Linked DNA regions of Mus musculus: regions 2 and 3 are each linked to region 1. Evidence: chromatin contacts called from public ChIA-PET and promoter capture Hi-C data. All regions are on one chromosome and are shown on one strand. Each heading gives the region's core, a stretch centred on a gene start, on an enhancer-like site or on the middle of the called end of the contact. The rest is flanking DNA. Distances are from core to core; before and after follow the strand shown. Region 1 holds the start of Selenoo (selenoprotein O). Region 2 holds the start of Mapk8ip2 (mitogen-activated protein kinase 8 interacting protein 2). Region 3 holds the start of Sco2 (SCO2 cytochrome c oxidase assembly protein).

The links. ChIA-PET counts read pairs in DNA pulled down with a chosen protein or histone mark. Capture Hi-C pulls out chosen DNA fragments and counts their contacts.
Region 2: a promoter capture Hi-C map of adipose tissue shows a contact between it and region 1. The contact joins the promoter of Mapk8ip2 here to the promoter of Selenoo in region 1. A contact is called at or near these places in 4 of 39 promoter capture datasets (hippocampal neurons, liver and second pharyngeal arch cranial neural crest), 7 of 484 Hi-C or Micro-C datasets (CD4 T cells, CD8 T cells, erythroblasts and 4 more) and 2 of 9 other capture datasets (adipose tissue and liver).
Region 3: an RNA polymerase II ChIA-PET map of memory CD8 T cells shows a contact between it and region 1, with 438 read pairs. The contact joins the promoter of Sco2 here to the promoter of Selenoo in region 1. A contact is called at or near these places in 13 of 39 promoter capture datasets (the C10 cell line, the HPC-7 cell line, cranial neural crest and 8 more), 1 of 15 datasets of contacts at CTCF or cohesin (large pre-B cells), 11 of 484 Hi-C or Micro-C datasets (the AML12 cell line, CD4 T cells, the CH12 cell line and 7 more), 13 of 115 datasets of contacts at active chromatin or transcription factors (the 230-238 cell line, the SCID.adh cell line, T-cell acute lymphoblastic leukemia and 8 more) and 5 of 9 other capture datasets (adipose tissue, embryonic stem cells, liver and 2 more).

What each region holds. Positions count from the first base shown.
Region 1 is chr15:89,087,158-89,090,514 of GRCm38.p6, reverse strand. Selenoo (selenoprotein O) reads right to left here and starts at 1,477. Exons shown (of 9, transcript NM_027905.3): 1 at 850-1,477. The coding sequence starts at 1,406.
Region 2 is chr15:89,452,122-89,455,478 of GRCm38.p6, reverse strand. Mapk8ip2 (mitogen-activated protein kinase 8 interacting protein 2) reads right to left here and starts at 1,568. Exons shown (of 12, transcript NM_021921.3): 1 at 1,194-1,568; 2 at 190-295. The coding sequence starts at 1,258.
Region 3 is chr15:89,372,180-89,375,536 of GRCm38.p6, reverse strand. Sco2 (SCO2 cytochrome c oxidase assembly protein) reads left to right here and starts at 1,646. Exons shown (of 3, transcript NM_001111288.2): 1 at 1,646-1,854; 2 at 1,935-2,114; 3 at 3,072-3,357. The coding sequence starts at 3,088. Ncaph2 (non-SMC condensin II complex, subunit H2) reads right to left here. Exons shown (of 20, transcript NM_001115132.2): 20 at 2,687-3,357. It overlaps Tymp (thymidine phosphorylase), which reads left to right. Exons shown (of 11, transcript NM_138302.2): 4 at 1-35; 5 at 412-541; 6 at 662-780; 7 at 1,124-1,286; 8 at 1,375-1,605; 9 at 1,714-1,854; 10 at 1,935-2,114; 11 at 3,072-3,357. The coding sequence ends at 2,092.

The sequences.
Region 1 (3,357 bases), core at 228-2,727:
GAGAGATGGCTCAGTGGTTAAGAGCACTGACTACTCTTCCATAGAACCCAGGTTCAATTCCCAGCACCCACATGGCAGCTCACAATTGTAACTCCTGTTCCAGGGGTTCAACTCTCACACATGCAGGCAAAACACCACTGTACAAAAAAAGGGGGGGGGGGAGGAGGAGGAGGAGGAAGAAGAGTTGTTCCTTTGGGCCTGTATGGTTTTGGATCCACGACTGTATTGGACACTTGTGGTACTCTCCATTGGAAAACAAGAACTATCCACTCGTGTGTGTGGGTGGGTGGGTGCATGTGTGCGCGCGCACGATTAGAACTGACAGGCTTGGGAGAATGGTCACAGAGAAGGTGGGTATAAGAACGGATTGTGCCCACAGTCCCTAGACAGTGCGTAGAGTCTGCTAGAGGCTGGGCAAGTTGAGGAAGCATACTGTTTAAGTATGGTTCCAGATAATAGGTCTGGATACCAGCCCAATGCATTGCTTCTGAAAACTAGACTCTGGGCAAGATGTTCAGCAAACAGTATCATTCGGGGAACTGGTTCCAAAGTCCGCGTTGTGTTTCTGAAAACACATCGGACAGCCATTAGAGGTGTGTCCCCTCCACCTGACAGAATTGGCAGATGGAGAGAGATCTCTCTGAGTGTCAGCCAGAGAGTAAGCCCGTTCTTGCCACTCGGCCCTTCCCTGCCAGTTTCTTTGTCTTCCTCCACCTAGGTCCTAACCATTCATGGAGTTTGGACGTAGGGCTGTCCCTACCCGGGCGAAAGCGCCACTGGGCACCTTCCCTTTTCACCCACGCGCGCAGAAGGGTGTCGCCTCCGGGAAGTTCTCCGGGAGTTCCGCACCTGGAGAAGGGCGTGGGGCCGGCGCCTTTGAGCTGCAGCTCCCAGCGCTCGCCGGCCGCTGTGCACACCTCGCCCAGGTACATGGCGGCACCGTCGCCCAACTGCCCAGCGAACTGACCGAACTGGTGTCCACAGTAGCAGTGCGCGGCGGGCTCGGTGCCCGGCAGCAGCGCATTGCCGCTGAAGAAGAGCGCAGCTTCGGCCTCGACCTCGGCCTCCTCGCTGGCCTCGAGCCCCAGCAAGGCCAGCGCGGGCTCTGACAGCGCCACCAGGCGCGGCCGCCGTAGCGGGGCCGGCCGCGCACGGCTGAAGCAGGCTCCGGGCACCGGCCGCGGGGTGGCCAGGGAGTCCTCCGGCCCAGGCGGCGGCGTCTCCACCGGCAGCTCACGCAGGGCGCGGTTGTCAAAGCGCAGCCCTGCCAGCCAACGCGGCGTGGGCTCCATAGCTGCAGCCCAGGCGGACCGGGGCGCGGACGACGGAAGCGCGAGACCGACGCACCGTGGCCGGGTTCGGGCAACCGCGAGCGAGGCCCCGACCGCGGCCCTGACAGAGGCCATTCGCCGCCTCGCCGGAAGCCTGCTCGCCCCGACCGGAAGTTTTCCCCCACCCAGTTAGGGGCTGGTGGGAGGCACGCCCAGAAGCTTGGTTCTGATTGGTCGCCTCTCGTTTGTCCACTTCCAGGCTACGAGCCGTCGCAGAGGGTGGACCTAAGATGCTGTTTAACTTCTGGCACCTGTGCACCAGGCCAGCCGAGGTCCGAAGCTCCCACCCAGGTGACATATGCCAGACTGGACTACTCCAAGTGTGCCTACAGGCTGAGTGATGTCCCTAAAAAACTACCAGGCCCCCTCACCCCTTAACTAGAGGTGAAGCCAAGGCCATTCCCTGGGTGCTGTGGGTTTGAGTGGTACTGTCCATCACATGCATAGAAACAGACATGGAATCTTTTGACTGTTTTATTCAGACAGCTAACAATCTAAGACAGTAGTTTAGCATCCTAAAGATGTGTCTTTCATCTCCTCTTTATCCAGCCGATTATATAGGTAAGTAAACAAAGCCAGGCAGTCATTTCAAAGTTTACTCTCGCCTCTCTGGTCAATCTTGTCTTAGATTTATGGTGCTGATGCTTTGCTCTCCATCATCTCCTCTCTGTAGCAGGGTTTGCAAACACTAAGAACCCGAGTCCTGCATCAGCTGTTTATATGACACTATTAACGTGTGTGTGTGTGTGTGTGTGTGTAGATCCCTTTTTAAAATAAAGTACAAATATGTTTTTATAATGTGGAATATGCAGTGCCCTGCCACTAGGACAATTTTTCCTCATCTGTTCTGTCCAGAGAAGGGCCAGAAGTCCTGGTAATATTCTTGGGATCCATGGGCTAGGTGGGAATTGGCCACCCAAGATTTGCTACAGGAATAATTTGGCTGGGCAATGGTTCCAGCTGGGATTCTGAGCCTATCTGAAACCTGGCTCTGCATGCATGCTAGGTCCTCTGTCCCCAAGTCCTTCCCTATTGGTGCCTCAAGTTGTATTTCCCTTGTACACAGCATCTCTCCCTGAAGTGATAGCATTTCCTTCTCTCTCCATTCTGTGCCTGTCACTTGCAATCTAGGTGGCTATGGATCTTGGTGGTGGAGAGGTAGGCAGCATCCAGTGCTCAGGAAAACCTGTTAGTTTCAAACAGGAGACTCTGAGCACAAATGCACGCATTCCTTCCTGGCAGTCTTTCTCCTTTTCAGCCTTTCTTCAGTTCTACACCTCAAGAATTCATCTCTGGAAATTTTCCTAGGGCCATAGTGGGCTTCTAAAACTACAATGAGGCCAGATGTGGTGGCACATGCCTTTGATCCCAGCACTTGGGAGGCAGAGGCAGGTGGATCTGAGTTCACGGCCAGCCTGGTCTACAGAGCGAGTTCCAGGACAGCCAGGGCTACACAGAGAAACCTTCTCAACAAAACAAAAACTGAACAAACAAGAAAATCCACTCCCCCCCTCCCCCCACACACAGAAAAACAAAAATCCTGCAATGAACCCAAATGTGGCCCTGGAGCTGTTCGATCACTGTCAAATCCCCTCTCCCTCTGCATGGGCGGTGAGAAGGTGGGTAGGTGTTGTTTTCTGTGACAGAGCCTGTAGTATCTTAGCCTTGGCCAGAGCATGTGTTCTTCCTGCTGCCACTAACACAGACGTCACTGACTACCCTCAGGGTCTGCCTTGCTCTGGCCTGGCAATGATATACAACTCTTTCAGCCTCAATGCTCCTAACACAGGCAAGAACAACCTACCTTAAGGATCTTCTGATCCACTCCTACATTCCTCCCCCTCTCCCACTGCCAGGCAGTAAAGTGTGAACCAGAGGGTGTACAGGTGCTGAGCACATGTAAGGCTCATCTTGGCTGGCACACAGATAACCTTGCTAGGCACTAGTGAGCACCAGGGTCCAGCCTCTATACTTTGCTAAGGTGGGTAGTATGTCCCCTGGCATGCAGGAGTACCCCCAGCATCCT
Region 2 (3,357 bases), core at 319-2,818, 360 kb before region 1:
AGAGCCTCTGAAGGGCCTACGGCGTGTTAGGAAAGAAGACTGGCACCAAGGGGCCATCAGCAAGAGCAGAGGATTTTTTGCACAGCAGCTGAACTCAAGACTCCCTAAACCCACAAGCATGCTAGGGAGGCTGAGCCTGTGTGAACCTCCTCCATACTCAGACCCTACACACCCAGCCCCTTTCCCCACCTTCTCACAGTGGTCCGAGTCGTAGCTAAGGCCCAGGCCACAGTCGTCCGTGATCTCAGACAGGTCTTCATCATCAAATTCTTCCAGGCTTATGTCCTGGGGAGGCCTGAAGAGGAGGCCAGGGTCAGAAGGCCACCTGACCTAGGCTCCTGGCCTGAGAGCTGATCCTGAGGACATTGGTGGGAAAGGTCCAGCTCCCAGGGCCCCCAGCTCCCATGCTAAAGCCGTGTCGTTTTTTGACCCCAGGCACTGCTCTCCCCTGGGTCCCCTCCTCCACCACAGGGAATGAGCCCAGAGGAGGCATCCCTCCACAAACCCCTCCCACTCCTTTTCAGCTCAGCTCCCAGCCCCTGTGGGTCACAGCTTCAGCCTCAGGGGAGATACCTTGAACCAACGGGGGGGGGGGGGGGGAGGGGGGGGAGCTGCGACAACAGGAGAGGGAGGGGTCCAGCTGTTCCCCATCCACTCCTACACAGAAACAGGCCTACATCCAAACATCCAGCCCCTCCAATCCCAACTTCCCCATCTCACCCCCAGAGCTTCAAGCTTGATTTCACTCTCTGCCGTCCTGGGGGGAGGGGGGGTTGGGAGGGAAGAGGGCTAGGGGCAAGGCCCTAGCCTTTATGGAAGGAGGCATAACAAGGCCAAAAGGACACTGGCAGGAACAGACTAGGTGCTGAACACCCTGCCTAAAATCCCTCAAAGGGTCAATCGAGAGACCGCACCCTTGCTAGGTCATCGGTCCTGGCTGGGTGCGGTTCGGTATCCCAACAAGAAAAGTGAATGTGTATCTCTGTGTGGGGGTGGGAAAGGGGGGGGGTTGCCATTGGGTCTGCGCGACAAGGAGCAAACACCGAAGGACCCGGAGCCCAGGGTGGGGGATGGGAGCATCAGTCAGAGGCCTGCAAACCAAGGAGGCGCCCTGGCCTGGGTAGTTGAAGTCGATGGGGTGGAGTGGCAGGCCGAAGAGACCTACGTGAAGATGAGACCCGCCGAATGCGTACCTGCAGCCGGGAGGCGACAGCGAGTGAAAGGTGGAGAGAGAAAACATCTCCGCGCGATCCGCCATCTTCCCTGGAACCGCCGGCCGGCAGCGAGGGGGAGGGGTGAGGAGCACCGCGCGCCCTTGGTGCTCAGGCTCGCGGCCTCTGTCTCCCCACTCACCTCGTGACACGCCCTGCGACACCCGTCGGCGACACACCTCAGCGCCCTGCCAGGACACCGCGGCAGCAAGCCGCGCCGCAGGGGTGAGGGGAGGGAGTGGCGCAGGGCGGGGCCTGAGGTGGGGGCGGAGGAATGGGGGTCGAGCCGAGAAAGGATGCGGGATGCGAGGTGGTGGTGGTAGCGGTGGTGGTGAGATTCTGGTCGGGAGAGCTGGCGGGCGGCTTGCGTGGTCCTAGCGTGGAATAGGCGAGAAGGGATAGGTGGAAGCAGAGACACGCTGGTAGACCAAAGGTTTCTGCAGGAGCCGAGAGAGGTGCGGGGGAAATGGGTGCGGTAGACCCAGGAGCCAGGACCAACGCGGCCCGGGAATGCGCGCCTCTGGTTACAGCGGTGTGCAGTGCTCCTGGGAGGTGGACTGCTCGTGGAGGGGTGATGGGCGAGGACTTAGGAACAGCGTTCATGCCCCGGCAAATTCGAAAAGCAGAGTTGGTCAGGAACCCACCAGACCTCCTAACCCACCAGACCTCCTAATCCACCAGACCTCCTAACCCACCCAGACCTCCTAACCCGCGCTAGACCTACTAACCCGCTAGACTTCCTAACGGGTGGCAGAGGGAGCTGTCCACCCGAGGGTGCTGATCAGAGCTCGTCGGAGCTGTTCTCCACTGGGTGCTGATGAGGTCAAAAGAAACTTCTCCTTAAGATTTGCTGACTCCAGCTATTATCCTGACAGTGCTAATGGAACCGGGACAGTGACTCTGTCTCAAAGGATGTGAAGAGGTCTGGAATCAGAGTCCAGCATTCAGAAGCCAACATTGAACTTTCTCTGTGTGGTACAGACTTGAAGATCCTGGGCAGAGATAGTGGTGGACACTAGAAGTTGAGGCTATGTTCATCAACTGAGCAGCTGTTTCTTGGGGCCACCTATGCTCTTGGCTCTGTTTTGAGTATGGAAAACCTCCAAGTTGAGGCATAGGCTTACTAAGAAGTTCTGTGTAGAGAGGCAGGGCAGAAATGGAGCCAATTGTGAAGTGAGGCAGAAGATCAAAGTAGTGATGGACAAGCTAGAGAAGAAGGGGTAGGGAGCCTCACACTGGAATTAAGTTTTGAAGGAAGAAAGAGACACTAGAGTGTTACGGCTGGAAATCACAGAGCAGAAGGGACTCAGATAGTCAGGTGAGACACCCTGCTCAACCAGTTTCTTAATTTCTGAATTGCCAACGAGTGTGACTTCTCCAGGCTTTCTCGGAATTCACTGGAATTGTACAACCCTGAACTCATCTCAGACTATAACCCCACACAAGCCTCTCTCTTATCAAATGATCACACCCAGATTCCAAAAGCATAGACAACCCCGGGAGGGGTTACCTCCCACTTCTCCTGTGGGGTTTCTCGTTGGCTCCAAGAGCACAGATTCTCCAGACTTAAGATCTAAGAGTGGTTACCCATCTTCATTTAGCCACCAACGTTCCGAACATGAGGCAATTATTCAATGCACCAGAACTCAGTTTCTCCATCTGAATAAAGGTCCTGTGACACACATAAACCCCGGGCACAGTGATTTATTAACAATCACTTAACATCTATCCTTCTAAATGCACAGTCGGGCATAGTGGCTCCTGTCTTTAATCCTGGCATGCAGAAAGCAGAAGCAAGTGGTTCTCTGTAAGCTTAGACTACATAGTGAGTTCAAGGCCAGCCAGGGCTGCAGAGTGAACACACACACACACACACACACACACACACACAGAGAGAGAGAGAGAGAGAGAAATGATGTATGAGAGGGTAGCAGTGACTCGCATACCTTTCTTACCGGAGCAGACTTTGAGAGAGCCTCCTGACCGGCTGGCATTGGCTTGGAGCCCTCTTATCTATCATGCTCAATGTTTCCCAACTTCACTGTTTTAATGTTAACGTTCCCTCTTGCCTCAACATCCATTGCTACTGCAACACTGACAAGTCCCTGTCTTCTTCAGCTGCACGCAGAACATCTCCATTGCTGGT
Region 3 (3,357 bases), core at 397-2,896, 280 kb before region 1:
TTCCTGGGTTCGGTGTCACCCAGAGCCCAGAGCAGGTACAGGTGGGCCACTAACTGATCAATGATCTGGGTTGAGGGAGTCACTGGCCCGAATCACAGGATGATCAATGGACAGGTTATTTATCTGGGTCACTAATGAGAGAGAACATTGACTATTCAAAAGGTCATTGGTTGTAAATAGGCCTGGAGTCATCGAGAGAACTTTGATCGGGATCGTTACTTGGGAACAGGGAGAAGCCACTGATTAGCTGGTACGCATTAATGTGTCTGTCATAACTAATCGGGATCCTTGGTAGGTTAGCCATCAGAACCATACTGACTCTCGCTGGCCATGTTTTGAACTTCTGTTGGGTCAGTGGTCAGGGCCAGTGGGTGGGTCCGTCCCTAGAAGTTAATGAAGGTGTCTGAGCAGATGCTGCACATCCTTGAGGAAGTCGGCTGCTGCATTGTCGGCCAGAGTGCAAAGCTGGTTCCTGCTGATGGGATCCTGTATGCTGCACGAGATGTGACAGCCACTGTGGACAGTGTCCCACTCATTACAGGTGACCTGAAACGGGGTACCCTGACTGACAGACAGTCCGCTAGGCACTGCCGCTTTTCTCAGAGAGGCAACTCTTCCTGTGCCCAAGTATACCCTGGGATGATGTTTCTGGTCTTCGCAGCTTCAATCCTCAGTAAGAAGGCCGTGGAGGGACTGTCCACTCTGGTGGTAGATGTTAAGTTTGGGGGAGCTGCAGTCTTCCCAGACCAGGAGAAGGCCCGAGAACTGGCAAAGATGTTGGTGAGCCGTGCTAGGCCACAGTGCCCTTTCTATGAAGGGACATGAGCCTCACATTCCGTCCTATCCCTGCCTCTGCCCACTCAACAGTCCTGGAAGAATAAAACGGCAATTCCTCTTTCCAGCCCTCCTACCCTATCCAATCAAAGCTGTCCTGACTGCGGACCTGGGGAAATCCTCCACAGAACCCCCGCCACTTAGGGCAACCAACCAGAACACCCCCATCCCCTCTGAGGCCTGGCAGTGTTGGTTTCTGATCTCTAACCTAAGCCTTTACTGACACCTTAACCCAGGGACAGCAGGTATGGGATTTGATAATGCCGGATACTGAATAATGCCTCCCCAGGTTAGAGTGGGAGTGAGCCTGGGGCTGAAGGTCGCCGCAGCCCTGACCGCCATGGATAACCCTCTGGGCCGCAGCGTGGGCCATACCCTGGAGGTGGAAGAAGCGTTGCTTTGCCTGGATGGTGCGGGGCCGCCGGATCTGCGGGACCTGGTCATTAGGCTAGGTGAGAGGGCTGGAGTTAAGACCACCAGTTTGTATGCCAGGAGCTCTCAATCCCTGCAGCTTCTGAGCTCCACCCCGCCCGCCAGCAGGAGGCGCCATTCTTTGGATTAGCGGACAGGCGGAAACACAAGACCAAGGCGCCGCCCGAGTGGCCGCGGCGTTGGATGACGGCTCCGCGCGGCGCCGCTTCCAGCTGATGCTTTCGGCGCAGGGCGTGGACCCCGGCCTAGCTAAAGCATTGTGCTCCGGGAGCCCCACGCAACGCCGGCAGCTGCTGCCTCACGCCCGAGAGCAAGAGGAGCTGCTCGCACCGGCAGACGGTGAGACCGGATATCAACGGCACCAGATCCCACCCACTTCCTCTCCCGATCTTTCCTGGTCCTGGCACGTGCCTCCAGTAGGTTCTCAGTGTCCACCCTCTCCCTTAGGCATTGTTGAGTGCGTCCGAGCGCTGCCGCTGGCCCGTGTGCTGCACGACCTCGGAGCCGGACGCAGCCGAGCGGGGCAGCCGATCAGACCGGGAGTGGGTGCCGAGGTACTGGTCGACGTGGGCCAGTGTTTGTCCCGAGGTAAGCGCTGTCTGGAATCCATAAACAACCCTTCCGGTCGCCCGCTGTGACCTAGGTAACCGCCTCTGTCGCTCGCGCAGGGACACCCTGGCTCCGCGTGCACCTAGACGGCCCTGCGCTCAGCAGTCAGCAGCGACGCACTCTCCAGGGGGCGCTCGTGCTATCAGATCGAGCACCCTTCAAGGTCCCTTCACCCTTCGCTGAACTTGTCCTCCCACCGACCATCGCACAGCCCTAAGTCTCGAACCCAGCTCAGCCAGGTGAGTTCAGTTGGGCAAGTCCTCCCCCAAGGGGTGGGACTGGGTGAGGACGCTGTTAACATGTGGCCTCATACTCTGCTGCTACTGCTTCATCTAGCTTATCACATGAGCTAGAGACCTTCTGAGGCCCAGAAAATGGACATATTGGGAATATTTGCCAGTCCCATCTTCTCGGACTGGTCCTAGCTCAGGGCTGATGGTGCCCTGGACGTATCCTCCATCTCATAAGAGATCCAGGTTGTAGCCACACGGGGGCAACATACTGGGGGAGCCCAGTAGGCTGGATGCCAGTGGCTCTAAATGCTAGTTGTAACAACCTTCCCTGGGGAGAGGGGGGGGGGGGAGGATGAAGGGAGATGGCAGGGCTGAGGGACTGCAGAGGGGCAGGGTACGGCATCCAGTTAAGTGCAGAGGAGTCTGCCTGCCCAGGAAGGTGAAGGTCAGACAGTTCAAGGCACAGTGGGCTGAGCTGTGTTACATTACAGAAAACAAGCTGGAGGCACTTGTTTTCTGCTGAGCCCCAGATTACCCTGAAGTGACCCTAAAGCTAGAAAGGATCACCTCTTAAAGGTGGTCAGCCAGAGGATCAACAGCCTCCCTATAAAGAACAATTTATTGTAAATAGACACATGCATCCCAGTGCCCAGGCAAAGCATATTCGCGGTGCTTCCAAGAATCCACAGGGAGGCTTGGCAGTTGTGGCGTGGGTTCTCCAGAGGTTGGGGTCATGAGGCTGAGACTCCCTGGTTAAAGACGTAGGTTAGAGCAAACCAGCTATGGACTTTTGGTGTTGCCTGGACTGCATGCAGCTTACGGCAGAGCAGTTCTGAGTTGAGACGAGCCGGTGCAGGCAGCTAGATAACCTGCTTGAATGTGGGGCAGATGCTTGTCCAGCAGCGGAGGCCTAGACATCTTGTCCATTCTTTTCTGACTTTTGCCACCTTTGTTCTTTTCCAGGAGCTTCAGGTCCACGATGCTACTGGCTCTAGGGCCCAAAGCTTGGCCCAAGCTCTCTCAGTTCAAACCCCTCCTCAGGATCTCAGGAGGTGAAACTCTGCATAGAAATTCCCGACACTGGGCAGGGCAGGGCCAGCGCCAAGGCCCTGGGCTAAGAACTAGACTGCTGATCACAGCCCTGTTTGGGGCTGGGCTAGGCTGGGCCTGGCTGGCCGCGAGGGCTGAGAAGGAACAGTGGCGCCAACAGCAGCGTACAGAGGCCCTGCGCCAGGCTGCTGTGGGCCAG